4 separate regions of the Mus musculus genome follow, and all the other regions are linked to region 3. A link is a contact called in public ChIA-PET and promoter capture Hi-C data. All regions are on one chromosome and are shown on one strand. Each heading gives the region's core, a stretch centred on a gene start, on an enhancer-like site or on the middle of the called end of the contact. The rest is flanking DNA. Distances are from core to core; before and after follow the strand shown.

Evidence for each region. Promoter capture Hi-C pulls out the DNA fragments that hold promoters and counts their contacts. ChIA-PET counts read pairs in DNA pulled down with a chosen protein or histone mark. Capture Hi-C pulls out chosen DNA fragments and counts their contacts.
Region 1: a promoter capture Hi-C map of cranial neural crest shows a contact between it and region 3. The contact joins the promoter of Aptx here to the promoter of Dcaf12 in region 3. A contact is called at or near these places in 1 of 39 promoter capture datasets (cranial neural crest) and 2 of 115 datasets of contacts at active chromatin or transcription factors (double positive thymocytes and regulatory T cells).
Region 2: a contact with region 3 is called in an RNA polymerase II ChIA-PET map of effector CD8 T cells, with 15 read pairs. The contact joins the enhancer-like site here to the promoter of Dcaf12 in region 3. A contact is called at or near these places in 2 of 39 promoter capture datasets (cranial neural crest and second pharyngeal arch cranial neural crest) and 5 of 115 datasets of contacts at active chromatin or transcription factors (effector CD8 T cells, embryonic limb bud, embryonic stem cells and 1 more).
Region 4: a promoter capture Hi-C map of liver shows a contact between it and region 3, with 2.6 times the contacts expected there. The contact joins the promoter of Smu1 here to the promoter of Dcaf12 in region 3. A contact is called at or near these places in 3 of 39 promoter capture datasets (cranial neural crest, frontonasal cranial neural crest and second pharyngeal arch cranial neural crest), 6 of 115 datasets of contacts at active chromatin or transcription factors (bone marrow-derived macrophages, double positive thymocytes, embryonic stem cells and 2 more) and 2 of 9 other capture datasets (adipose tissue and liver).

What each region holds. Positions count from the first base shown.
Region 1 is chr4:40,701,052-40,705,660 of GRCm38.p6, reverse strand. It overlaps Aptx (aprataxin), which reads left to right and starts at 2,467. Exons shown (of 8, transcript NM_001025444.3): 1 at 2,467-2,524.
Region 2 is chr4:40,779,575-40,784,101 of GRCm38.p6, reverse strand. No RefSeq gene overlaps it. Among named protein-coding and RNA genes, the nearest start is that of Gm34213, 8.9 kb to the right of the region's middle. Within about 2 kb of position 2,766, at least 183 of the 459 cell types and tissues checked have an H3K27ac peak or open chromatin away from gene starts, as enhancers often do. A contact at or near this core is called in effector CD8 T cells, embryonic stem cells and memory CD8 T cells, where this site is marked.
Region 3 is chr4:41,311,889-41,316,492 of GRCm38.p6, reverse strand. It overlaps Dcaf12 (DDB1 and CUL4 associated factor 12), which reads left to right and starts at 1,592. Exons shown (of 9, transcript NM_026893.3): 1 at 1,592-2,005; 2 at 3,028-3,282. The coding sequence starts at 1,928. Gm46891 (predicted gene, 46891) reads right to left here and starts at 2,151. Exons shown (of 2, transcript NR_168697.1): 1 at 1-2,151. Gm26049 (a small nuclear RNA gene) reads left to right here and starts at 4,299; the gene lies at 4,299-4,402.
Region 4 is chr4:40,755,682-40,760,326 of GRCm38.p6, reverse strand. Smu1 (smu-1 suppressor of mec-8 and unc-52 homolog (C. elegans)) reads left to right here and starts at 2,442. Exons shown (of 12, transcript NM_021535.4): 1 at 2,442-2,550; 2 at 4,490-4,645. The coding sequence starts at 2,525.

The sequences.
Region 1 (4,609 bases), core at 1,218-3,717, 610 kb after region 3:
GAAAATTGGGCATGGTGGTGCTTGCCTTTAACCCCAGTACGCAAGAGGCAGAATTTACTTTGTGAGTTCAAGGCCAGTTTGGTCTACTTAAAAAGTTTCTGGACAGCCAGAGCTATATAGTGAGGCCCTGTCAACAACAACAACAACAACAATAACAGCCCAAAGCAAGAGGATCAGGAATTTAAGGCGATCTTTTAAGGTCAGCCTTGACCCTGTCTTTAAGAATTGGGAGAAAGCCGGGCGTGGTGGCGCAAGCCTTTAATTCCAGCACTCAGGAGGCAGAGGCAGGTGGATTTCTGAGTTTGAGGCCAGCCTGATCTACAAAGTGAGTTCCAGGACAGCCAGGGCTATACAGAGAAACCCTGTCTCGAAAAACAAAACAAAACAAAGCAAACAAACAAACAAAAGAAATGGGGGGGGGAAGACAAACAAGAAAGAATAATAGGGGGTTGGAGAGATGGATCAGTAGGAACACTGGCTACTCCTCCCACCTCACAGTCTCTTATAACTTCAGTCCCAGGGATCTGCTTTCTTCTGACCTCCTCAGGCACCAGGTACACACATGGTGTACAGACATACATGCACGAAAAACACTCACACACATTAAAAATCAATAAATTAAAAAAGAATATGGGCTGGAGAGATGGTTCAGTGGTTAAGAGCACTGACTGCTGCTCTTCCAGAGGTCCTGAGTTCAATTCCAGCAACCACATGGTGGCTCACAACCATCTGTAGATGGGATCTGATGCCCTCTTCTTGTGTATCTGAGGACCGTGACAGTGTATTCATATAAATAAAATAAATCTTAAAAAGTATTAAAAAAATAAAAACCCAAAGAAAAACATTAGCCTTAAAAAGGATCTTTTGACTTGTGCCACATTGTAGATGAAACTTGACACCTAGCTAAGTGAAAGAAAATGATTACAAAAACCAACACTACATGATTTCACTTAAATGGTATTTCCAGATTGGTTAAACCCATGGAAGCTAAGAGCAGAATAGTGGGGCTTTAGGGTGACAAAAATTAGTAGTTGTTTGATTCATAGAGAAACTGAAAAAATTTTGGTGCGTAGTCCCCTAGCAATGTGAACCCCAGTGAATGTCTTAAGTGCCTGCCACGCCCTTGACCGTGCATTGTTCCAAACAACCTTGCTTTTCTGGTCAGTGCACTGCAGACAATGGAATAGACCTAATACAGTGGCTAGGAAAACTCTGCTCAATTCTGCACAAATGACCCAGTTTAATTTTTAGCTGTACGAGACACAATGGAGACTGCGTAGAAGTCTTGGCTAAGAGGCCTAATCCTGAGGGAAAACGCAAACTGTCGGGTCACCAGATCTGCCTTGATGTCTTAGGCAGTTATGGACCACGTTCTCAGCCTTGAGGTTTGTACAGCTTGAGATTCCTCCTCCCTTCCTGCTCTGATCCTAACATACACCCGCATCTTCTTTGTCAACAAAAGCACGGCTTTCCCTTGCTCTCAGGGACATCCTCCCATCCTGTCTTGTCATCTCCATCAGACAGTGGAGCCTGCTTTTTCAAGAAAACAATAGTAACCCATTTGATCAAGAAACAAAAGAGCTCTTAGCTGAGAGTGGGGACGAAGACCTGTCATCCCAGTATTTCAGAGGTAGACGCAGGGGATCTTGAGTTTGTGATTAGTCTAGGGCACAGTGAAACCTTGTCTAAACAACCCCCCCACCCCCAAAAAAGGGGGCCTCCGTAAGGTTCAGTTTCGACTGCGTTTCAGATTCTACACTCTGATTTTACTCACGAGATAGGAATTCTTTCATCTGCCAAGAAGTCTTTAGTGATTTACAATACAAGACTTTCAGGGAACGTCCTGGAATTGCTATAAAAATCAGTACACATATGTCATCCCAACCTCCTGCTGATTGCCCTCAGTTCATTTAGAGAAGACATCATAAAAAAAAAATCTTAGCAGGGTTCCTCTGTCTCTCTCTTCAGTCTTTTTTCTCCTTATAGAGAGAAAGAAAAGTGTAATTTTAACGTGGGTGGTAAGGCACTCCAGCCTGTAGTTTAAACGATGGCTTCAAAGCTGTGTTTGGTAGCTCACATCTGCAATCCCAGCACTGGGGGAATCTAAGGAGATTCTCGCGAGTTCAAGACCAATTTGGGCTACAGAACGAATTTCTCTCACTACCTCCAACCTCGTTCTTTCCCTTTCAAAGATGGCTTTAACTTATAGCAAGCTTCCTGAGGAGGAAGTGCTAAAAGGCGACATGGCTGCGTAGATGAGCCACAGAAGACTGCTGTCTGAAATCTCTCCGGATTCAGACAACCGGGAGGCTGCGAGCAAAGGAGCTATCCTCACGGGGGACAACTAGCGGCTAGCGCCACTGTTCTACCTGGGTATCGGGCGAGAAAACGTTCCAGCCAATTCTCGAAAAGATACTGGAATCATCACCGGTTGCTAGGCAGCCGTTTGTGACGTCATCTCTCAGCACCGGAAGCGGCGAGGCGCAGTAGAGCAGCGTGAAGTTTGTGGGTGTCCACAGTCGAGGTAAGTTAATGGTCCGCCTGCCTTCGTAGTTTGCTGGGTTAGAAGCGGGCAGGGGCATTTGGCCCGGGCTGCTAACTCGGAGCGGTGACCTTGAGGGTGGAGTTCGAGGTTTCTTTCTTCTGGGCGGATTAGGCTCCACCCCTTGGTCTTGCTCAGGTGGGCGTGTTTCAGAGTTTTGTTTCCGCCGCATTGTTCCGGCCTCCCACCCTCCCCGCCCCCCATCCCCACCCGGCTCCTGTACCTAGTTGGCTGCCAGATCAGCATGAAAAGATTTAGAGATAAGAGTGGACAAAGTCCATGCAGCGGGGCTGTTCAGCCTGACAGGAAAGTGTTTCTGCCAGAAACGCCTTCCAAGAGTAACTCGAGGTGCACTAGCAGTGTCCCCAGCGGGCCTTAAGAATGCCGGAAGCAGTGTAAGGTCTTTCTCTTTACAATGCAGAGATTCAACAAAGCAGGGGTTTTTGAAATGACACCAATTTGGAATTGCTGGGTAATTACTTTTGAGAAATCGACATATATTGGGGATTTCGTAAGAGGCCCTTCCTCCCCACTTAATTTTAGAGGTCTCCTGTAGCCCAGCTGGCCTCCTCAAATTTCTGATCCTCTTGTCCCTACCTCCCAGTGATGGGATACAGGCGTTTGCCACTGGGCTTGGACAATTTTTTTTCTTCTTCAAGATGGGTAACAGTATGTAGGGTAGTCTAACCTCAAACTTCTGGATATCCTGTATTAGCCAGGAGCCATGCTGCATTCTTGAAAGATGGTATGTGCAGGTAAAGGTGCCTGCATGTATGTCTGGGGAGGGAAGAGTGAGGATGTTGGCCAGTGGAGCCAGTCTGTGAAATACTTAGCCTAATTCCTCTGAGAAATTAGAAGCTGAGAGTCTTAAGTTCAAGTCTGTGTTGGACATTAGTCCACACTCACTTGTGCTTATGCAACTTTAAGTTTAATTGGAAATTCAGTTCCTTACTTGTGTTAATGGCCCTTCAAAAGCTCAGTTATCAGTGTGGCTTGAAGGTTTACTACATTTCCATTGTTGAAGAAAATTCTTGTGCTAACAGCGCTTCAAGATAGATTTCTGGCCTCATGTCACTTGCCCTGTCATTTGGGTTTCCTAACGTCATTGTTTGTATATGCTAGGCCCAGGGCGTGGCACTAATAGGAACTGTGGCCTTGTTGGAGTAGGTGTGTCACTGTGGGTGTGGACTTTAAGACCCTTGTCCTAGTTGCATGGAAGCCAGTCTTCTCCTAGCTGCCTTCAGAACAAGAGGTGGAACTCTCAGCTCCTCCAGCCCTATGTCTGCCTGAACACTGCCATGTTCCCACCTTGATAATAGTGGACTGAACCTCTGAACCTGTAAGCCAGCCCTAATTAAATGTTGTCCTTATATGAGTTGCCTTGGTCATGGTGTCTCTTCATAGCAATGGAAACCCTAACTAAGACACCTAGGACTCAAAAATAGCTAGGTGGGGTCTGGTGAGATGGCTCAGCAGTTAAGAGCACCTTTTGGAGGTCATGAGTTCAAATCCTAGCAACCACATGGTGGCTCATCTGTAATGAGAAACAAATAAAGAACCTATGGGCCGGAGAGAGTGGGCCCTGGAGCAAGCGGGATTGGAGCAAGAGGGAGAAAAGGGAAGGGGAAAAAAGAGCTGGGTGGTGTTGGTGGTACATGACTTTAATCCCAGCGGGAGGCAGAGGCAGGTGAACCTCTTGAGTATGAGGACAGCCTTGTCTATAGTTCCAGGACAACCAAGGCTACACAAAGAAACTCTGTCTGGAAAAAGGAAAACCAACCAACCAGAATTAATCAGGGCATAGTAACCAGTGGTGTAGTCAGCAAATGGGCCATTGCAGAAGGGAGAGGGAATGGTAGAATGAACTTCTGTTTTGGGGCATTCTACTTTAAACAAACCCAGCTATGTTCTTGTATTCTGCAGTCATTAATTCCTACAGATTGGGTCTGGAGGCCCAAATGGGCCAACCTGCTGTTTAAGGTTTTGTGTAAGCATTGTGCAGTAACTGCATCAGCTCCACAGGAAGCAGTGCATCGGAGCATCACAACTTAAGAACTTTGTGGCAGA
Region 2 (4,527 bases), core at 1,517-4,016, 530 kb after region 3:
AATAAAAACAAGCAAAAGTTATGAATCAGTGACCCACACTTAAGGCCTACAGTCTGTGGCCAAGTATGGCTTTTCTCCTCTCCCGTCTAAACATGTCATTTTCTACAGTTTCACAAACCAGGACTAGTTATAGACTGCATTGAAAATGAAAGGACACATCTCAACCCCCTTGGGAAACATTTTTTGACCCATGATTTCTGTTGTGGATTGCCCTGGTGCTGTTTGCATTTTGATGTCAATTCTGCTTCCTCAGGAGGGGCTGCCCTCTTGAGAGGTGGATCACGTACTCAGGTGATTTCATGTGAACCTTCTTCCCAGTTTAACTGGTCAAATAAAGGCTAGAGCCTGTGACTAGGCAGTGGAAGGGAAAGGTAGGGCTGGAGGTTTCAGAGAGGGGGAAGAGAAGAAGGAGAGAGTCAGACGAGGAGACAGAGGAAGATGGAGGAAGAGACGATGGGCAGAAGATGGAGCAGGACCATGGGGCCTGGAAAAGCCACAAGTAGCAAGAGATCTCATAGCTGAGGAATAGAGTAGTGTAGTGGTAGATCTGCCCAATCTAGGCGTGCAGCTTATAAATATTATAACTGAGTTGTGTGTTCTATGCTTATTGGGGTTGGAGATTTACTGTAACAGATGTCATCTCATCTGACTTCAGTCCTACCCGGGGCCTGTCAGGAAGTCCATACCCTATAATCCCACTTCCAGAACCTGGAGGTGAGGGCGTGGGGAGCTAACAGAGGAAAAGGTACAGGGACTTGCAGAATCTTGGTCATAGTGTCTCTTCACAGCAATAAAACAGTGGCTGACTGAGATAAGATGATCACTATCATAAGCAGTGGATCTCTCTGAAGAAAGGTCATTTTCTTAGCTGTCTATTGTAGCCCACATTGCTCCGCAGATATCTATCTATCCAAGAGAAAGGAGTCATTACACCCACCCATTTATTTCTACTCCTGTGTTTGGGTAGATATTTTTTAATTCTCCGGTTGTCTTCACTGAGCCAAACTGTAAGAAGTTAAATCCAGGGCTGGTGAGATGGCTCAGTGGTTAAGAGCACTGTCTGTTCTTCGAAGGTCCTGAGTTCAAATCCCAGCAACCACATGGTGGCTCACAACCATCTGTAACGAGATATGACTCCCTCTTCTGGTGTGTCTGAAGACAGCTACAGTGTACTTACATATAATAAATAAATAAATCTTTAAAAAAAAAAAAAGAAGTTAAATCTGCCTTACTTTCCTGAGCCTTGTCTTTCTGTAGTTATTGGGTTTGATAGCATGGAGGTGGTCAACGCCCTTGAAGACATGACAAGGCTCTGGAATACAGAGATGAGAGAGGTTCTACTGAGGCAGGACAGAGGGATTAGGGGCTGAAGTAAGAGGAACTAGCACTCAGGGGAACTAAAAGTTTGACTTCGAGTGAAAGCAAAATATTATCTTTATTTTCATGTATGAATATTTTGGCTGCACATATGTTTGTGCATCACATACATGTCTGGCTTAGTCCAAAAGAGGACATTTGACCCTCGGGGAACTAGAGTTACAGACAGTTATGAGCCACCATGTGGGTGCTGAGAACTGAATACCCGTCTTCTGCAACATCACTAAGTGCTCTTAACCCTGGATTCATCTCTCTAGCCACAAGAGACTTAACGTTTACCTCCACCCCACCCTTCTTGTTCTTGCCTCTCCTTCCTGACAGACTGCTTTTGGGAAGTAAGGCTGGTTTGTTGGGTTGAAAAATGATTGGGCTGGGAAAGGTGGAGGTTCTGGTTGTGCAAGAGTGTTCAGTCTAAGCCACTAGCTGTCTTGGTGTGCCTTGGGCTAGGGGGAGGCTGTTTCCTGTGACTGAGAGGCCCTGGGGCAGAACTTGAGCTGGAACATCAGTTCTAAATGGACAAAAGTGTCAGCAGACATCTTGCCCTGGTAAGCCAGGGCTGGGCTGTGTCAAACCCTTTATTTCTAACTTGAGAAAGGCTTCAGGTTTCTGGGGTTTTTGTTTTTTGATTTTTTTTTTTCTTGACAACTGCAAATGTGCCACGTGGACACCACAGTAGCCAGACTCAACAAGAAAAACAATCCCCGGGGGAAATCTTACTCACTTCAGTCACAGGACTGCGGCGAGTGACTCAAAGTTTATCTGTCATATGACTATACATGTCTCTACCTATGGGCTTCCTATCTAAATATATGCATTCGTCTGTGTCCCTGTGGGGGCCTCTCTGTGTTGTATGCTGGCAGAGAGAAGAGGGGACAGTCTGTACTTCAGGTTGTGGATTTATGAGCACCATCCCGTGTTGCGTGCCTGTATGGATCTGCATGTCTCTGAATTCTGTCTGCGAATCCCCCATGTGCTGGTTTCTGTATTTTTACACTTGTGCGGAATTGCCCCTCATTTCCATGACTTTCTCCAGTTAACGTTTCCCTTCATTTTAGATGCTCTGCTCAGGCTCAACTCCTGTCAGGATTAAGGTACCACCTTAGTCTCAGATTCCAATGTTTTAGAGTGACTACATGTCAGTTCTTTCAAACCCTGACTCTCATCGTCTTCCACCTCACTGAGACTTCTACCAAGTTACAGCCCAACAGGTCCCTGCTGGGCTCCCTTAATGTCTCAACTGCCTAAAACCTGTAGCCACTGCTGGGATTCCTCGAGGTAATGCAAGCTGCTTTTTCTTCCTTATTTACAGCAACTCCCTTTACCAAGCCACAACATCCTGCCCATCCCCCAGCTGCTGCTCTGGACCACCTCACAGATAGAGCCTTGAGGTTAAAGGGTGTGAACTTCCTCCATTTCCTGCCCTTCCCACCTCTAAATCTGCTTGGAGCCGCTGCACCCTTGCTATTCCGTTTTTTTTTGTCTTTCTTCACATCCAAGGCTAGATTCTAGACTGTGGTGCCATCTCTTCAGTCTCTACTGTCATGTGTCATTTAATAACCACTAAAGAAAATCTAGTCAGGTTGCTTTAAGTCATCGTCTGTCCCTGAGCCATACAGTGGGAAAAGAAATATCTGGTGAAATGTGGTTTCCATGAAAGGGTTAATTGTGATGAGGCAGAATTTAAAATGGAGGGGTATTTAAGGAGGACACTGACAAGGGAAAGATGCCCTTTACCCTACGGCCTTGTGTGGGCTCCTCGGTAGAAAGCCGGTAGAAAGCCGAGAACTTCAATTCAAGAGACAGTCAGGAGAGCTCGACTTCATGGAGACAATGCTCATTTTCTTGATGTATCTAAAAGTCTAAGAACAACAAATGAACTGTTTGCTTAGGGCCAGGTACCTGGGGCCTGTGGGTTTACAGATGATATTCTTCTGGTATCCCTAAGCCAGAACAATGCAGAAGTCAACTTACAATTCCCTCTGCAAAGGGAAGTCTTCAGGATAAGAAAAACAATCGAACCAGCTCTTTCTTTTCCTTTCTTTTCTTTTCTTTTCTTTTTTTTTTTTTTTTTTTTTTTTGTTTTAAAAGACTTCTTGGGGCTGGTGAGATGGCTCAGTGGGTAAGAGCACCCGACTGCTCTTCCGAAGGTCCGAAGTTCAAATCCCAGCAACCACATGGTGGCTCACAACCATCTGTAATGAGATCTGACTCCCTCTTCTGGAGTGTCTGAAGACAGCTCAGTGTACTTATAGACAATAAAAAAATAAATTAAAAAAAAAGATTTCTTTATGCTGGACATAATGGTGCATGCCTTTAATTCCAGCACGTGTGAGTGAGCCAGAGGCAGTCAGATTTCTTTGAGTTAAAGGCCAACATGGTCTACGTAGTGAGTTCCAAGACAGCCACAACTACATAGTGAGATCCTGTGTCAAAACAAAACAAAACCCAAACAAACAAGCAAACAAAAAGATTTATTTACTTTTATTTTCCACGTATGAGTGTTTTGGCTGCATGTATGTCTGTGCACCATGTTTGTGAATGGTGCCCATGGAGACTGGGCGAGGACTTTGGATCCTCTGACTATAGTTCCAGTTGGTTGTGAGCCACCATGTGAGTGCTGGGAATGAAACTCCTGAGATAGCAGCAGAGCCATCTCCAGCCCCAGTGTTTGGTTTTTTAGAGAGAGTGTCTCAGGCTAGCCTTGAACTTGCTGTAATCCTTCAATCTCAACCTCTCAAATTCTGGCATTATAACCTCGGACTACCGTGCTCTATTTGGCTCATACTTTTTTTTTTTTTTTTTTTTTAATTTTTATGTAGCCACAAAGCTTTGGAAGCATGGTAAGCCAGGGTACTGGTGTCATCCAGAGACTGTGTCAAATTTCTCTTTTAATGTCTTTGTCTTCGGCTGGCTCATTGGACCTAGCAGGAGCTCATGCAGACTGATTCTGTAATAGGCGATACAGCTCCTTGTGCACAGCAGGCAAGACACTCTGTTTCAAGTTTGTCTTATAGATGAGAGGTCTAAATGGGCTGCAGATGCCACGAGTAAGTGCATGGTCAGATTTTATCATTAGCATCACCTCCTCAGCTCTCTCCTCTTAGCACATTTTAAAATGTATCTAAACCGGGCGTGGTGGCTCATGCCTTT
Region 3 (4,604 bases), core at 343-2,842:
CAGCAGGTAACTGGGCACCACAGCCTGAGGCCAGTCAGTCTCAAGCAAGAACATCCTGCTTCCTCCAAGGGTTTCTTTGCCTGAGGAAAGTGGAAGCTGGCACTCACATTCCTTCAGGATCTTCGGAAAATGGAGGCAAGGGTGATCCCGCTTTGTTTGGTGACTGGTGCCAGTCCAAACCGGACATGCCAAAAATGACCACTCTCTTTTCTGTGGTTCAAGATTTCACTCCTTAATGGAGATCAAGGCTGGGCTCCGAGAGAAAGGCAGGCAATGGCATGAATTACAGCGATGGGTCTATTTGCTGAAGCACAAGGACAGTGTGACTTTGACCTTGCAGACCTAAAAAGGGTGGCATTTTATGAAAGAAAGTGACTTATTAGATGTGGTTGCACACACCTTTAACTCAGCTCTGGGGAGGCAGAGGCATGTGGAGCTCTATAACTTTTGAGGCCAGATTGATTTATATAACATGCTGCGTTCCAGACCAGCCAAGACTATACACTGAAACCCTGTCTCAAAAAAAAAAGGAAAGAAAGAAAAGGAATAAATAAAAGAAGGGGAAAAGTGACTTGAGGTTTAGACAGGAGTCAAAATAGACAGGGAGCTGGAGAGTAAAGAAGTGGAGAATGGAATCTGGGGACTCCGTATGTGTGGGGAGACCTGTGCCAACAGGCATGTGAGGCAGCCTGCGTTAGCTCTGGTACTTTGATGTGGCAAAAATCTGACCATACTGCTGCCTTCCTACCCTGAATCCATCTTGAAGGAGTGTGATGTGGGGTTCTCTGCCTTCCTTAAAGTGTCTAATCTTTTGTGCCCATTGACAGTTTGTGAGAATGTTGGGGGAAAGTGCTAAATGTGAGGCTACTAGTTACAGGATTAAGAAACGTCTTCTGAGGTATAAGGAAGGGTCAGAACCTGGGCCCTAGCAGCCTTAACTCATTCTCAACAGGCCAACTAAAAGACAAAGTGTAAGGGGAAACTTGAAGAAAGGTGTTAACTCGGTCTCATTGGAAAGAACAACGACGGGACATTCTCTTATCCTAGTCCATCTTAGGGGCTGACGTGTGGTTTGTTTAGGCTTAAAGGCAACAGCTATGCTTAAGTAAGCAGTCGTCGGCAAGGTGTGGTCGCATCCATCATCTGTTCGCCCAGTTTCTCTGGGAAGGTAGTCTGACAAGTTTTCCCAACTGTGATCTATCTTTCCTGGAGTCAAGTTCCTCTATTGGCTGGCATCTGTGCCCTTGTCCTTTCCTTCTCCCAGGAAAACTGCAATTTCTTAGAGTCCAGTGTTTTAATAGTCTGATTGCAATCTGGCAATCAGGGTGTCTAGAATATCTTTAATCCTACCATGATGGTTACAGGTTCAAGATTGGTCCCGCAGCCAGGCAGCTCATGCTTACTTCCGCATGCCAGAGGATGAGCTGGCTGAGGTCGGAAATGTCCCGACAGAAGGCTGGATTCCTTTGGCCACAGCTTAACCGCCATTGGCAAGAGGCAAGCGGAAGTTCTCCGAGGACATCAATTCTCCTTGCTGCGCTTAAGTCCCGCCCTGCTGGTCTGGGCGGTGTCTCCGTGGCGACGTGCTGCTATGTGCGGCTGCGCAGGAGTGACGGGGCGCGGGCGAGTGGGAGGGGGGTGTTTTGGTTCTCGCCGCTCGCCGTCCTTTCCAGACACGGCGGTAGGAAAGCTGCTTGTTCCTGCTTTTCCTTCCCCTTCCCTTCCCCTTCCCCTTTCCCAACCCGGATTTTCCCTTCTTCCATTTACGCGCCTCATTTTGATCGACTGCTGCCCGGGATCCGAGCCATTTTCCGGGCCGGGCGCTCGAAAGCGCGCGGCCCCAGGGCCCGGTTCATGACCCGTCGCCCTGCCGCCCCTTGCCTTCTCCGCCTCATGTGGCTGCGGGGCCACGGCGGCGCTGCCCACTATGGCCCGGAAAGCAGTTAGCAGGAAGCGGAAAGCGTCTGCCTCGCCAGGAGCCGGGAGCGACGCTCAGGGCCCGCAGGTGAGGGCTCACAGGTCTGGGTCATCACCTAGCAGGGGCTTAGGGCGTTCCAGCTGGGTTCAGGAACCTGGGGCCAGGGCGGGACGAGAACCGGAGCCGGGACTGTAGAGCAGTGACCGGTCCTTCTGCAGTGTACTGGCGAGCAGGCGGGCCGGAAGGGTGAGGAGCCAAAAGAAAACTACAAAATGACGCCTTCCGCTGGAAGTCAGCAGCTAGGGATAGAGAGCTTCAGGACCTCCTCGTTCCTGGAGGGAGGAGAAAATGAAGACAAGGGGAATCGGAAGTAAGACCGACCTTCCGAAGTTACTGGGAAGGAGATTGAAGTGGACCTTCCAGTGGCACTAGGAATAAGGGCCGATGGTCTCTTATCAAGGAAACCATCTCCTAAACTGGGTGCAGGCCCCTTTGGCTCTTTAGACATCTAGAAGAAACACCAGGTGTCATCTCTATATTGCCCCCTTTGGAGAGGAAGGCCTCTTGGACTTGGGATTCCGACGCAGGTTACCCCGTTGGTATTTGATTTTTCGAATTCTAAAACTGCCCGCAGCGCAAGTCGCGCGGAGTCAGATGAGCGGCCATTGACTGTACATCCCTGGAAGATCCGAGACCCCAGTCTGGCTCTTTGAGCTATACTCTTTATGCTCTACGGGGTGCACAGGCGGAGAGGGAGAAGGGGGCTGGGTAGAAGTGCAGCCCAGGTGGGTTCTGTAATATGGACTTCATTTCGTAACTATCAAGGACACCTGGGTATATGTTATTTCTGAGCCCTCCACTTTCCTCAAAGGTTTAGTTAACTTTTTTTTGCCCTGTTTATCCATTTTCTAAGTAGTCTTCATTATGAGAGCCTTATTTCAGTGCTAGCCGAGTTAAACTGTACTTTCTGGATTACAAATCTTCTGTTAAATGTTTGATTGTGTAAATCCCGAAGGACGAATTCGTGTTGGTTCTTTTATAAAACGGTCAGACTTCTTGTCTGAAGGAAAAGTGGCCAAACCCCTGATTTCTGATGTTGGCTTTCACAGTTTGGCTGGGATCATTCGCTGCACAAAAGGAAAAGACTCCCCCCAGTGAAGAGATCCCTAGTGTACTACCTGAAGAACCGCGAAGTCAGGCTCCAGAATGAGACCAGCTACTCTCGCCTGTTACATGGTTATGCAGCACAACAGCTTCCCAGTCTCCTCAAGGAGAGAGAATTTCACCTCGGGACCCTTAATAAAGTGTTTGCTTCTCAGTGGTTGAATCATAGGCAAGTGGTGTGTGGCACGAAATGCAACACAGTAAGTATCAGGAGTGCTCTTTGTCTTCCTTTTGTTGCTGCTGCGGTTTGGTTTGGTTGAGACCAGGGTTTTTCTGTGAAGACCTGGCTGTCCTGGAACTCACTCCATAGACCAGGCTGGCCTCGAACTATCTATCTGCCTGTCTCTGCCTCCCAGAGCTCAGCGGTGTGGGCTGTGCTTCCTTTTTCTTAGGTCTGAGATGTGGGACTTGGTTTACTCTAGCACCTTTCACTGTTCGTCTTTCCCCGTTTGTTTGCCTTTTTTTTTTTTTTTTTTTTTTTGTAAGCAGAGTTGGAGTTTATTAAGAGATTTTTAATTAGAAGTGTTAGGACAAAGAAGTGCTCAAGGAATGAGTAAACTGTAGTGTGGGTCTGGGCTCTTGAGGGAAACGTGCTCCCATCAGCTTCCCTCTCTCCCTCCTCCTTCATTGGTGACCTTGTCCTCTTTTTCTGCTTCTTTTCTCACTTCTGAGTCTCCCGACCCCTTCAAATGAACATGTGTTTTAGGTCCCCTGACTCTGTATGCTGCTGCTTCTAGTGTTTTAGATAAGAGGCCTCAAAGAGAAATTGATGTCAGAGCATCATTTAGGGTACACGGTAGTGACCGTTTCATTGCTGTGTATCAGCCTTTGACATAGTTAGAAGTATTAAGCACCAAGCTGAAGGTAGAAATGAGACAAATACTTTTTCATATATTAGAATCCAAATGTAGCATTTTGGAATCTGGGGCAATAGAATTGTTACAGTTCCAAGTCAGGCAGGGCTTTATAGTTGAGACTTTGTCTCAGAACAAACAAAACTCAAAGATATGATTAGTTTCTGGGACAAATGTGTGTGTGTGTGTGCCTAGTGGCATATGGGCATTTGCAAAGAAGAGAGGAAAATTATGGACATGAGAGTAAGGGAGCAGTTTTAAAGAGAGTAAGGGTTATAAGTAATTGGAGTAGAAATCTTATCAGGAAACTATGTAACCAGTATGGTTACAAGCTAGAAGAGTCAAAAGAGTGGGTGTGGTGCTTGCTTTAGCATTGTATACATACTTAAATTGGGACGCTACAGAGAAGATTAGCAGGGCTCCTGCACAAGGACGCTTACAAGTCTGTGCAGTGGTTTATCTTTTTAAGAAAGTGGATATGATTGGAATGGAAGTGTGCAGATGGCAAGACATCTCAGAAGTCGTAGATGCTAGGAGATGTAGGACTGGAGTTGGGGAAATAGTTCTGTCTAGCCCTCCCTCTGTTTTTAACTCACCTAGTGTGGATAGACAGGTAATGTTAGAATGGCGAGTAAACTGACCCTGGACCAAAACGTATCTGGGGTTAT
Region 4 (4,645 bases), core at 1,193-3,692, 560 kb after region 3:
ACACCTTTAATCGCAGCATTGGGAGTCAGAGGCAGGTGGATTTTTGAGGTTGGGGCCAGCCTGGTCTATAGAGTGAGTTCCAGGACAGCCAGGGCTACACAGAGAAACCCTGTCTCGAAAAACCGGAAAAAAAAAGAGGGAGTGAAGTAGAATAAGGTAGAAAGACAAACAATAGGTCGTTGTCCTTTGCAACCTGACCACAAAAGATTACACCAGTCAACTGAAACACTTTTAAAAACCAAAGCTCCCCTAGCTAACTTCCTGTTTGCTTCTGTTTGCTAACCTGCTGGCTTGCCCACCTTGTGGTTTTAGAGTATAAAATAAATGTGCAGCTGGCTCTGCATCTTTGAGGATCTATCCTGGCTTTGGTGAATGTGTGTTCCACTCTCACTGGTGTCGGAATGCTTATTCCAGAGAGACTCTTACAATGTTATCCCAGAGATTTCGTTTCCAAAAGATCCTTCTAAGGTTAAAGTAAGCAAAAAGTTAAGAGAATATGAATATTTGTTTGGAATTACTTGTTTTCTGTAGTAAGTACTGAGGATTTACCCCATAACCTTGTACATGCTGTGCAAGTTCTACCACTGAGCTACATCGTCATTCCTCCTCCCACCTTTTAGTTTTAGATAGGCATTCACTAAGTTGCCCTTGAATTCCTTGTAGCCTGAGAAGGCTTTGAATTTGTGATCTTCTAACCTTATTTCCTGAGTACCTGGCATTAGGGGCCTGCACTATCTAGCCTGCCTGTTGGAACCATTTCTCATAGGGATTTCTGCAGTATGTTCTCAGCAGTACTTGACTCAGGGACCTCCCAATATTTTGTAATCTTCCCTTCAATATTCTTCCAAGTGATGGAAGGGGAGAATCAGCTCATCCCAGGACAGCCATGGAGACACAGAAACACAATCTCAGAAAACAAACAAACAAACAAAGGAAAGAAACAAAGGAAGAAAGATAGGAAGGAAGGAAGGAAGGAAGGAAGGGAGAGAGAGAGAGAGAGAGAGAGAGAGAGAGAGAGAGAGAGAGAGAGAGAGAAAGAAAGAGAGAGAGAGAGAGAAAAGAAGAAAGAAATAAATTCCTATGCTGTGCTCTGAATGAGACTATCTCAGAAGTCATTATACTTATTATTGAGATAGGGTTTCTCTGGCTGTCCTGAAACTCACTTTGTAGACCAGGCTGGCCTTGAACTCACAGAGCTTCCAGCCTCTGCCTCCACCGTGCTGGAATTAAAGGGGTGTGCCACCACTGCTTGGCTGAGACTGTGTTCTTTAGAGTTGATGGGAAATAGGTGATTTGAAACGTGAAAGAGCTGGGCATGGTGATACACCTCTTTAATCCAAGCACCTTAGAAGATCCCATTCATTGTAACAGTAGCATATGTCATTTTCTCTACTTAGTTTCAAACGACTCTTTTTAAAAATTTCCCTCCTTTAGTCCCAGCACTCAGGAATAGAGGCAGGCAGCAAGGCCAGCCTGGCTTACAGAACAAGTTCCAGGACAGTCAGGGCTACAAAGAGAAATCCTGTGTCAAAAACCAAACACAATACAACAAAACAAACAAACAAAAATCAAGTAAAAATGAAAACATAAACAGCATATGAGCGGCTATATTGAAAGGCTCTGGTTTTGATACCTAGCACTGGGGGGAAAAAAGGAGACTGTAAAGAAATTGTGTGGAAGGTAGACAAGAGCCATTAGAAATCCCTAAACTATCTCAATATGTAATTTCACAAGATAGACATGCCACTGTGTTGTGTGTGTGTATATATATGTATATGTATATGTATGAATATGTATATATATATAAGTGTATACATATATATGTACTTTGTCAATAGAATTTTAAAATAGCTCTTATTGGAGATAAGCACTGTGATGCCATCTGTAATTCTAGCCCTTGGAAAGTAGGGGCATCTTCAACTATATAATTAGTTTGAAGCCAGCTATAAGCTGCATGTCCATCCCACCTTTTCCCTAGCCTTTATTTATAAAATTCATCAATATTTATGTATGGTTTTTTATTAGTGGGGATTGAACCAGGGCGTCTGACTTGCTAGGTAAACACTCTGATCACTGAGCTATGTCCTCAGCTCTGTCATGCCATACCAGTAAGGTATGATTTAAACTCTATATTGAAAGGAGTCTCAGATCTGTTATAACTTCGCATTTGGTTACATTTCTTTCTCCGTAACCGCAGCTTTTTCCAACTTAATTCTTAGCTGGATCTGAGCGCGATAGCGCACACTTTTAATCCTAGCATTAGGGAGGCAGAGGAGGGCGGGACAGCCAAGGCTGTAGAAAGACTCCACCTGTGTGTACGTTCGCGAAACCGATGGGCATTCGTAGTCCTGCCACGCTTTCGCGAGGCCCCGCCCCTCACGCCCCGCCCACCTGGGCGTGTTCTTCCTTCGCCCTTTAGACCCTAACGGAGCGGAAGTGTCGCAGCGCGGCCGCCGGAAGTGTCGCGCGGCGTTGTGCGACCGGCTGTGTGCTGAGTGGGGCCTGGACCCGGAGCGTTACCGCTATGTCGATCGAAATCGAGTCTTCCGAGTGAGTCCTGCCGTGGCGTGTTCGCGGCGTGGCGTGTTCGCGGCGTGGCGTGGGGTGGAGTGGAGGGTGGTCGGAGGACGTTGGAGGGGGAGCTGCGCGCCGGAGGTTGCGGCCTCGAAGCACTTTCCGGGTTGGCTCCCTCTTTAGATGGGCCCGCGAGAGAGCAGCCGTGGGGCGGGCCGTCTGGAGCCCCTGGGCCCCGGCGTCGGGCTGTGCTGGGGCACACCGAGTAGACCTGACTACTGTGGTTTCCTCTGCTAGCCACACCGCCCTCGGCGCTGCCCGGGTGTCCGCCAGTCCCTCAGCTCTTCCTTCTGGTCCAAGCACTAGTTACCCCAAAGACTCTGCTGCTTCTCCTATCTGATTAGATCCAGTGTGGTGTATTGATTTGGTTTGCAATTTGCAGAGAGAGAGAACCTCTTTGTGGACACAGAATTTGAATATTGATTGAGTCAGAAGAATGAGACTTAGTGAAGGCGGGGACGGCGACGAGGAGCCAGGTGGGCGGGGAGTGAGTGACTGAAGAGTCTTGCTTGGACTCCCCAGGACTCCACCCACCGCCTTTTATTTTTTGAAAAGTAAAATTAAATTATGAAATTAGCAAACAGCTGTGTTCTGAGTGGAGGGGAGAGATACGCATGTTCTGAAGATCTGCAGAAAAGCAAGGTTTATTAATTAAGTCGGCGGAGTCTGAAACCTGCTATGTATTTTTAAGACTGAAGCTGGATGTGAAGTATGCACGTCTATGATCGCAGTATTAAATGGGCAAGTAGGAAGGCCTGGAGTCCAGCCTGAGCCTCTTCATAGCGATATATATATATATATATATATATATATATATATATATATATATATTTTTTTTTTTTTTTTTTTCCGAGACAGGGTTTCTCTGTATAGCTCTGGCTGTCCTGGAACTCACTTTGTAGACCAGGCTGGCCTCGAACTCAGAAATCTGCCTGCCTCTGCCTCCCAAGTGCTGGGATTAAAGGCGTGCACCACCACGCCCGGTGAGATACATATTTTTAACTCAGTTATATGTAAGTCGTTTTTTTCCTGGGTTTTGCTTCTGAGACAAGGTTTTCTGTGAAGCCGTAGCTGTCCTGGAACTCACTCTGTAGACCAGGTGAGTCTCAGACTCAGATTCACCTGCCTCTGCCTCCGGAGTGCTGGAATTAAAGACGTGTGCCAACCCCCAGCTTTATAAATCGTCTTTAAATGAATATATGCTTTGATTGCGGGAGGCAGACAGTAGACAAAAACAGTAAATAAAATATGACGCAGTAACAGATGGTCCCTGTGTAGAAAAATAAAACAGCGACAAAACGTGTTGGATAATGTTAGTCGGGACAGGAACTGCAAAGGATATTTTACCCTGAGGTCTAATAATAGCCTTAACGACCAATCTTTGAGTCTTGAATACCCTTCTATATGAGGAATAACTGCATGTTCATATTATTATTGTTATTATTATTGTTGTTGTTATTGTTTTAAGACAGGGTCCTGGCTGTCCTGGAACTCACTCTGTAGACCAGGCTGGCCTCAAACTCAGAGAGATTCACCTTCCTTTCTTTCTCTGCCTCCAGAATGCTAGAACTCAATTTTTTAACAGACCAGATTTTTTTATAGCATTTTAGATGACTCAATTTGTTAATTTTGTTTTTTTGAGGCAGGGTTTCTCTGTGTCGTCCTTGCTGTCTTGGAACTCACTCTGTAGACCAGACTGGCCTCAGAGATCCACCTGCCTCTGCTTTCTGAATGCTGAGATTAAGGAAGTGTGCCACTACTGCCTGGCCAGTTGATTTAAAAAGGAAAATGTCATTAACTATTTCAGGTTTAAAGTATTTCACACAAATGTCCAGTAGATCTAGTGATCAGAATAATAATGGCTACCAACTTCCTTTCAATCTCCAGACTAAATGACTTTCTTTCTTTCTTTCAGTGTGATCCGACTAATCATGCAGTACTTGAAGGAGAACAGTTTACATCGGGCACTGGCCACCTTACAGGAGGAAACTACTGTCTCTCTGAATACTGTGGACAGCATTGAAAGTTTCGTGGCTGATATTAATAGTGGCCATTGGGATACTGTTTTACA